Linked DNA regions of Bicyclus anynana: region 2 is linked to region 1. Evidence: chromatin contacts called from public Hi-C data. All regions are on one chromosome and are shown on one strand. The core of a region is the stretch at or near the end of the contact, and the rest is flanking DNA. Distances in the headings are between cores, read along the strand shown. Region 1 overlaps LOC112058229 (fibronectin type-III domain-containing protein 3a-like). Region 2 holds the start of LOC112058229 (fibronectin type-III domain-containing protein 3a-like).

Region 1 (3,664 bases), core at 1,164-3,663:
AATATTTTTCAACGTCTTTTTGTATATGTAACTGCGTACCTTAGAGAAATATTTTTTGATGAAATGAGTTTTTTCTTTGGTCAATGTACACAACTACTCCGAGTAATCTTGAACATGGCCGTATCCCACGTGAATAGCGGAGGTACTCGCAGTAGTAATTATTCTAGTAAATGTCAGGTCAGGCCTCTTGGGCTGAGGGAGCGGCGCGGCCGCGGCAATGACCTTCCGTGCGACCCTACAGTTGGTAAACCATCGTAATTACAAACATGGGGAAATAGTTTTGGCGTATTTGGTTTGAACAGTTTTTTAAACATTACACATAGGTTTTTCTAAGAATATATGATAAGCTGGAATGGCGGCAAGTAAATATGTCTTTCAAACACATTAAGCTCTACCATGTATGCCTACCTACAATAAAAACTATCCTTATTTTTTAAATTCAATGAAATAGTCTGACTTTAAAAACGATCATTGTCGATGTCGAATAACCATCGCAAAATCGCATATTCAAAATTCATCGATAAGTAACATACGTATTTTATTAGTCGTCATTCCGATGTGACGCGTTGTATCCACGCTATGTGAGTTTTAGTCCCGTTTGTATGTATAATCATTGAATCCAGTAAAGCTAACGCATTAATTTGTCCAGGTCTGGCTGGTGGGAGGCTTCGGCCGTGGCTAGTTACCACCCTACCGGCAAAGACGTACCGCCAAGCGATTTAGCGTTCCGGTACGATGCCGTGTAGAAACTGAAAGGGGTGTGCATTTTCATCCTCCTCCTCACAAGTTAGCCCGCTTCCATTTTAGATTGCATCATCACTTTCCATCAGGTGAGATTGTCGTCAAGGGCTAACTTGTAAAGAATAAAAATAAAAAAAAAAATCCGAAGTAGGTAGGTACTAGGCATCTATGAAATGTTTTATTTTGCGGCATATTACCAATGTGCCGCAAAATCACTGTGGAACGCGTAGAGCCGTCTTCCAAGACAATAACAGAGAAAGTCCATCAGATGATGCGAAAGAACAGGCAATTATTCGTATCGGGCCTTTCACCCAACGCATTCACTCGGCATCTCTACTTCAGTATTCGTAGTATGTTACGCATTGATCTATCTTAATTGAGAAGTTGGTGCCGCGCCCGCGTGCGTGGCTATTAGGAGGTATATTAAGGCCTGCGTACATACGTCGTAAAGTAAAGAGATTCTATATTTTAGACAAAAAATCCTTTTTGTCCACTGGATTGTTGGCTTCAGTGGTTGATTGAGACTATCGTGCTATTGTCTAGACTAGATACACATGTTAGACGAGTGGCGTTGGAAACTAATAGTCGTACATCTCTAACTCGTGCGCAATAGCTTGACAACTGGCTACCAAACTCAATACAAACATCATTCGAGACAGGTGTCAAGTTAATCCACACGAGGTATATAGAAACATATCTATCCTAACAAGTCCTGACAAGCCAAGGCGCATACAAAACGCTACGCATCGGTGAATTGAAGGCGTCAAATAAGGGACCCGGAGGAAAGAATATAAGTCCTTACTTCAATTGAATTCCACTGTTCGCGTTGATGATTCCTTTAAGAATGTTACTACAAAATGTCCAATCTCAGAATATTTGCTTCATTAAACATCCGTCGAATGAATCGTCGTCGCATCGAGGACGTTTGTTCCACAAAATTTTCGGCAGTCATTTTATCTACACTTTATTTTCGTTTTCCATGAACAAAGTCCCACGTCTGCGGAGGCCCTTATGTAACCGCAGTTTATCTCTTTGGAGTAGGTAACTCTAGTGGTAAGGAAACCGCAGCGCGTGCGCGGCACTTTGAGCTTTTACTACCACCCGGAAATAGAATCACAATAAACTGTACCGACTTATATACATCTGGGTACACGCTCAAACAACATAATAACACGAGTACCTCTTGTAGTTGTACATTTTAGTACTTTAGTTGGAGATAACTGATTTAAAGTCCAGTTAGGCTTTATTCAGGCTTAACAAGACTAAGAGCCGGTCTTTTGATTAGTGTCTAATAGCTTTTTCAGAGTGTCGTCGTTGCCATTTCACATAGAGTAAGTCTTACAGAACTCTTCGACACCTATCACAGAAAGTGGTAACACCTTCCCTTAGCAGCTTCCTTAAACAAACACCATACACTGAAATAACAGCTTGTGAAAACGCTCTTCATTCTAAATATTGGGCGTATCAATGTAATTGGTCGCACCAAACATAATGATATCAAAAGCTTTGAATAAAAACAAGAAGCACGACGAACTCATAAAACGAAGAATGCCATCAGCTGCAACGACGTGTGGAAGGTCGCATTGAATGGAGGAGTTCTTTTACTATGCTCCAATAATGCCATACGAACTCGACTTTCATTCATAACTGTCGCGTGAATGAACTTCATTAAGGGCTGTTAATTGACCGACACGGCACTACGTGGACACGCGAGCCGCGTCATTGTGAACCATAGACGGGTTTGAATTGTCGCATAACTTTGTGAAATACATATTTTTTACCCATGACGTCGATACACTCGAAGATCGGCGAAGCTCCGGTCCGTCGGCGCCTTTGATTCTCTTTATTATAATAGTTGTTGAGAGTCGAGTGGGAACGCGCGTATTAGCGTAGGTGGCGCTATCGCTGCAACGGAAGCGTCGTCATCCTGCGGGAGATAAGCGCTCATCTGCGACACGGTTTTATCGAATCGAAACACCCTGCGATTGTTTCCTCGTAACATCACCAACCCGAAATTGCAGTCACACCGGCAATTTGCATACGTGAATAGCTCGCCGCGTTGTGCACTGAATAGAATCGATTTCGAAACTTGTGTGTAAGCTAATAATGCTAATGACACTTTTTTCACATTAGCTCAATTTGAATTGCGTGCGCGCATTCCGCGTTGACGGCACAATATGTATTGCCGTTTGTGCTCCATTTCTGTTATCACGTTGGTAATAATAAAATCGTATTCATTATTCGCAATTCGAATAGTTAATGGCATGATATGGGGTATGATGGGGGCAATATACATATTCGATAGTACATGAGCATCAGTTGTTTAGGGAAAACCAAATTATAACTATACCGTTCCAGTTTCTACAGTCGTCACTTGCGTGACAGTTATCGCTGGAATGTGAACTTTTGTCAGTACACATTTGTTATCTCGCTCCAAATAACCTAAAATAACAATACATCAAAACATTTTGCCCTATCTTGGAGCATAACAAAAAATATCTCACTTACTGTATATTAGTAACGAAACAAATTATATTATAAATAATTTTGTTTAAATTCTACATAAGGTTTCAAAATAATTTCTACGACTTTTAGTTAGGTACGTTTTTAAAATTAGAAGAAAGTATAGATCAAGTTGCGTGTTTGATGTGTGAAAAATAAATGAATCAATAATAATTAATTAATTAATTAATATAAATAGGTACCTACCCAGCCGTATATACCTACTCATAGGTACTTTTTATCTCGTATTGTGGTCATTCATCAATCAGCTCGGTCACTGCAACATGACAACTAGAATGACATTAACAACGGCCCGCACCTTGGTTTGCCAACTACAAGTACATATTTTACAGGATATCTTACACTTCGGTATAACTACAAAAGAAAACTGTGCAATAAGCAAGAAATAAAATGATAGGAG
Region 2 (3,944 bases), core at 783-3,282, 40 kb before region 1:
TACCAATTGAAATCTGATTCGTATAACTACTGTCTAGTCTGCGGATTAGGCGTCAAAATCTAGAACTTTCCAGCCCTGACAAGAATTAAACTAATCTGAATTTCTCTGCGTTTCAGAAAAAATACATTGGAAAATTACTTTTCATTACAGATATTACAGAATACATTAGTTTTCATTATAGATCTGTGAAGCGCCTTTACTCGTATTTAATTTTTTAAATAAAATAAAGTGTTACGCGTTCATATAAAACGAGACGCGACAGAGATTTATTAGTTTTGTTTTGATGGCTGGCTAAGGTAGGTACATAAATAACTGGTTGCATGTGGCAGGTACGGAGTGAAAGTACCTCCGCTGCATCTACTGCGGTTAACGACTAACGAGTCGCGCGCTCGCCAATCTCGCTCCATCGCTAGATAGTAAAACTGATTTCATCACGCTAACAATGGGAAAGAAAGTGCAATAATTGTAGGATAATGCAGGAACTGCTTGTGTATTATTTAGCCAGCTATGCGGTTTGCTAGCGGACCGCCTTAGCTCGGTCTAACAATTTTGATGTTACGTCAAGAATCTTGATCACAACGATCATGCAAACACCCAATTTTGATTTCTATTTATCCTATAGTAAGCGCGCTATATGCGGGATGCAGGATGCAGATATGGCTCAGGATCATGGTGTTTGGAAGTCCCTAGAAAAAGCCTTTGTCTTGCAGTGGGCTGATATGATGATGATCAAGCGCGTTATAACATGAGCTGTGGGCCATAATATATAGCCAATTTGAAGGTCTAATACAAAACAGCCAGGTCAGGACCGAAGGAAGGACCTTTTAAGAGAGGAATATGGAGCTTGGACGTACCATACTGGCCACTGCTCAATTTGAACTGGCGGGCGGATTAGGACAAATAAATTAAACTAATTATGTCCTTACGACTTGGTTCATAACGCGCCGAATAGATTAGTAGTAGATCAGTAGTAGATAGATTAGTAGAGATCTACTCCTCTAAAAGGCAAAAGCTAGAGATTTTAGGAGTAAATAACCCTCCTAGGAGCAATTCTGCTCGAGAACGTTGGCATTTCATTTTGCAGTTGCCTAGGGTGGAGTACGTTTATACTCGTATTATGGAAGATGAGAAGAATGAATACCTAGTACTAGTAGGTACAGTGAGTTGCCCTTACAGATCGGGTCAGCTGCTTCTGCCTGTCCTTAGAGATGCCTTGGCGTTGCGCTAATGATACTAGCTACTTTTACCGACGATTTTTGCCCCAAAACGATCACAGATTCTAATGATAATGTCTAACGTGTTCTTAGTTTTTCACCTCCGATTATAAAAAAATGGTAGGTATTGCAGGTTTGGCTGCTATGAATGTCTGTTTATTGGCAATGTAGCATTTAAATGGGAGAAGAATTAGTCTTAAGTGAGAGATCAAATTTGGATGTTTTAAATATTTTTAGAGATGTTTCTTAAACGTTTCATCAAGATCGGTTCAGCCTTTTACACGATCATGGAGGATGAACAAACGTATATTTTCAAATATACCCGATTGGGTATCTATCAAAAATATAAGCATGACCTTATATAATCAAAGATGATATAATTACAAACCATGATATAATTACAAACTAAGTTACATAAAAATTGGTCGAACTGCCAAAAGTTATGGCAACTAAGTATAATTGGTGAAAATCGCCTGAAAGTCAATCAATCAATAGTCTGTTTTATGTTTAGATAATATGTAAGTAGCCGGTAGATATTTACTAACTTTAGCACTCAGCACGTTACTACTACTGTCAACTGTATCTATTGTTTTTTTTTTGTGTTTTAGTTAGGCTAGGAATTCTATTAAGCAATGCGGTATGTAGTCTTATAGAAAGATGTCGCGTCAACAATGTAGGAGATGAGTGACCCGATACTGTTAGCGGAGTCCCTGACGACGGCGGCGGCGACGCCGACGGCGCGTTGCTAGGCGGCGCGGACGGGCGGCGGCGGAGCGTGCGGCGGCGCGGCGGCCACGTCGCGAGCGGCCCCCGCGCCCGGCGGAGGGACGAGGGAGAGAGCGCTCGCCGCGCGGTGCCTCACGCCTCAGTCACTCAGTACTCTACGCGGCTTCGTCCTCGGCGCCGGTGAGTCGCCGACACGCCGACAGCGCCCGACCTCTGGAACCCGACCGTTTATGACATTCGACAACCCCGCCCCGTGCATTTTTCCGAGTTGCATTTCGATCGGTGCGAAGAGTGAGTCGGCGGTGACCGATCGGTGACTCCTCCCGCGTTTATTTATGTTGTCGTTTTGGTGTGGTGAATATTTGTGCCGTACGGACGATAACCGGATTATCTGTGCGCCCGAGTTAGTGGATATTTTTACCGATCGACGGCTTTTCCTCGAAGGTGAGTGAATTTCTCGATTTGGCGAATGCGACCGTGTGTACACAGTGCAGTGCCGGGACGTCGGGTGGCCGCGACGTGGCGCCGGCCGTCGATACGCTCTGGAACATCGAGAAGGCGAGAGGCCCACCGGTGGCCGAACGTCTCTGCTCCCACAGGCCGTCGCACATGAAACATCCTTACACTAGATCCTTACTCCTCGCATTATTGCGTGGCATTGTTTTAAATTACCTTTAATGAGCGCTATGACGTCATGCACTAACAGGACGTGGTTCTTGGAAAGCGAAAGATATGCGAGTGGTTTTTCCGGAACGACTGCTATTTAGATTCTTGTTAGAATGCCCTATCCCACTATTCCATATGGTGGACGGAAACGAGTAGAGACGTGGAGGAGAGCGGGCGCAGGCGAGGGGAGGTACTGCGCGGCCCAGCGGCCGGTCAAGCGACCGCATTCCATATGGAATGTCGGACTATACGATACGCAATGTCAGTGTAGCTCTCAGTTAGCCTCTCGGCGGTACCACTGCATATTTGCAACATTGTAGCTGTTTCCCGTGGGTACAATGAATGCGTTCAATGCTTACCTACAGCGTATACCTACTTGGTAAATTGTAGGCGGTGATTGACATCGCGCAGGTCTCGTTACTACACCTACACTATCATTTATATTTAGCTATCAGCTATCACCATTTAGATTGATTTAAAATGCAGTTACTAGACCCCCCAATTATAAAAAACCTACCTACGTACCTACTAATTGAAAAAAAATAGAATCTGTTCTTCATACATTCCATACGGGCGTAGTTTTGTCATTCTACCCACATAAGCAGCAACGGGAAAACAGCTGAGCAGAATTTGATCAAACATTTTTCTATTGCTTATTTATTTTACCTAATATAATGAGATCCATATGAAGTAGAGATCTACCTTACCTACAATAATTTTCATTATATTCAATAGGTATTTTAGATATTACAGTCGTCATTAAAAAATGTCATAGGTATCCTACTTGTCAACCTACAAGGCCAGTTCCCCTACTTTACCTAAATGGGTAACTCATCAGCAGCGTCATCATCATCAGCCATATTTTTAATTAATAGTTTAAAGGAATAAGGAAAGTGTTACCCTACCCTAGACCCACTACCGACCTACACTATTTCAATACAGGTTACCATTAGACGTAAATATTATAACTAATACATTCATGTCTATGTATACATAAGTATAAAGTTAGGTATAAAATTATTGGTTTACTTAGTAATATATTTTTGTTGTTGATGGCGTTTAGTTGTGTTATTGTATAGTAGGTGTGCGCCAAACTTAGAGTCCGCTCTGAACACGAGGCGTATGGCTGCGCACTGTACGTAAACTTATACTTTGTAATGACTGCGCAAGTGCGCAGTACGGCGTATTGCAACTTCAGAGCGGTTTCAAAGTTTGGCGCACACTATACGTACCTAATCATTTATTTAATTAAGCATGCATGGTGACTCTTACTTACAAAAAAAATATTTGGGCATATTTAAATCTACCTACCTAAATAAATATTAAAATTTCAAACTC

Evidence for each region. Hi-C and Micro-C count contacts between places; a contact is called where the count stands out from the background.
Region 2: a Hi-C map of whole body shows a contact between it and region 1, with 2.6 times the contacts expected there. The contact joins the promoter of LOC112058229 here to the enhancer-like site in region 1. A contact is called at or near these places in 2 of 2 Hi-C or Micro-C datasets (whole body and whole larva).

The regions. Positions count from the first base shown.
Region 1 is chr3:13,498,415-13,502,078 of ilBicAnyn1.1, reverse strand. All of the region lies in intron 1 of LOC112058229 (fibronectin type-III domain-containing protein 3a-like), which reads left to right. Among protein-coding and RNA genes, the nearest start is that of LOC112058229, 39 kb to the left of the region's middle. Within about 2 kb of position 2,413, at least 7 of the 8 cell types and tissues checked have open chromatin away from gene starts, as enhancers often do.
Region 2 is chr3:13,537,606-13,541,549 of ilBicAnyn1.1, reverse strand. It overlaps LOC112058229 (fibronectin type-III domain-containing protein 3a-like), which reads left to right and starts at 2,032. Exons shown (of 8, transcript XM_052890106.1): 1 at 2,032-2,384.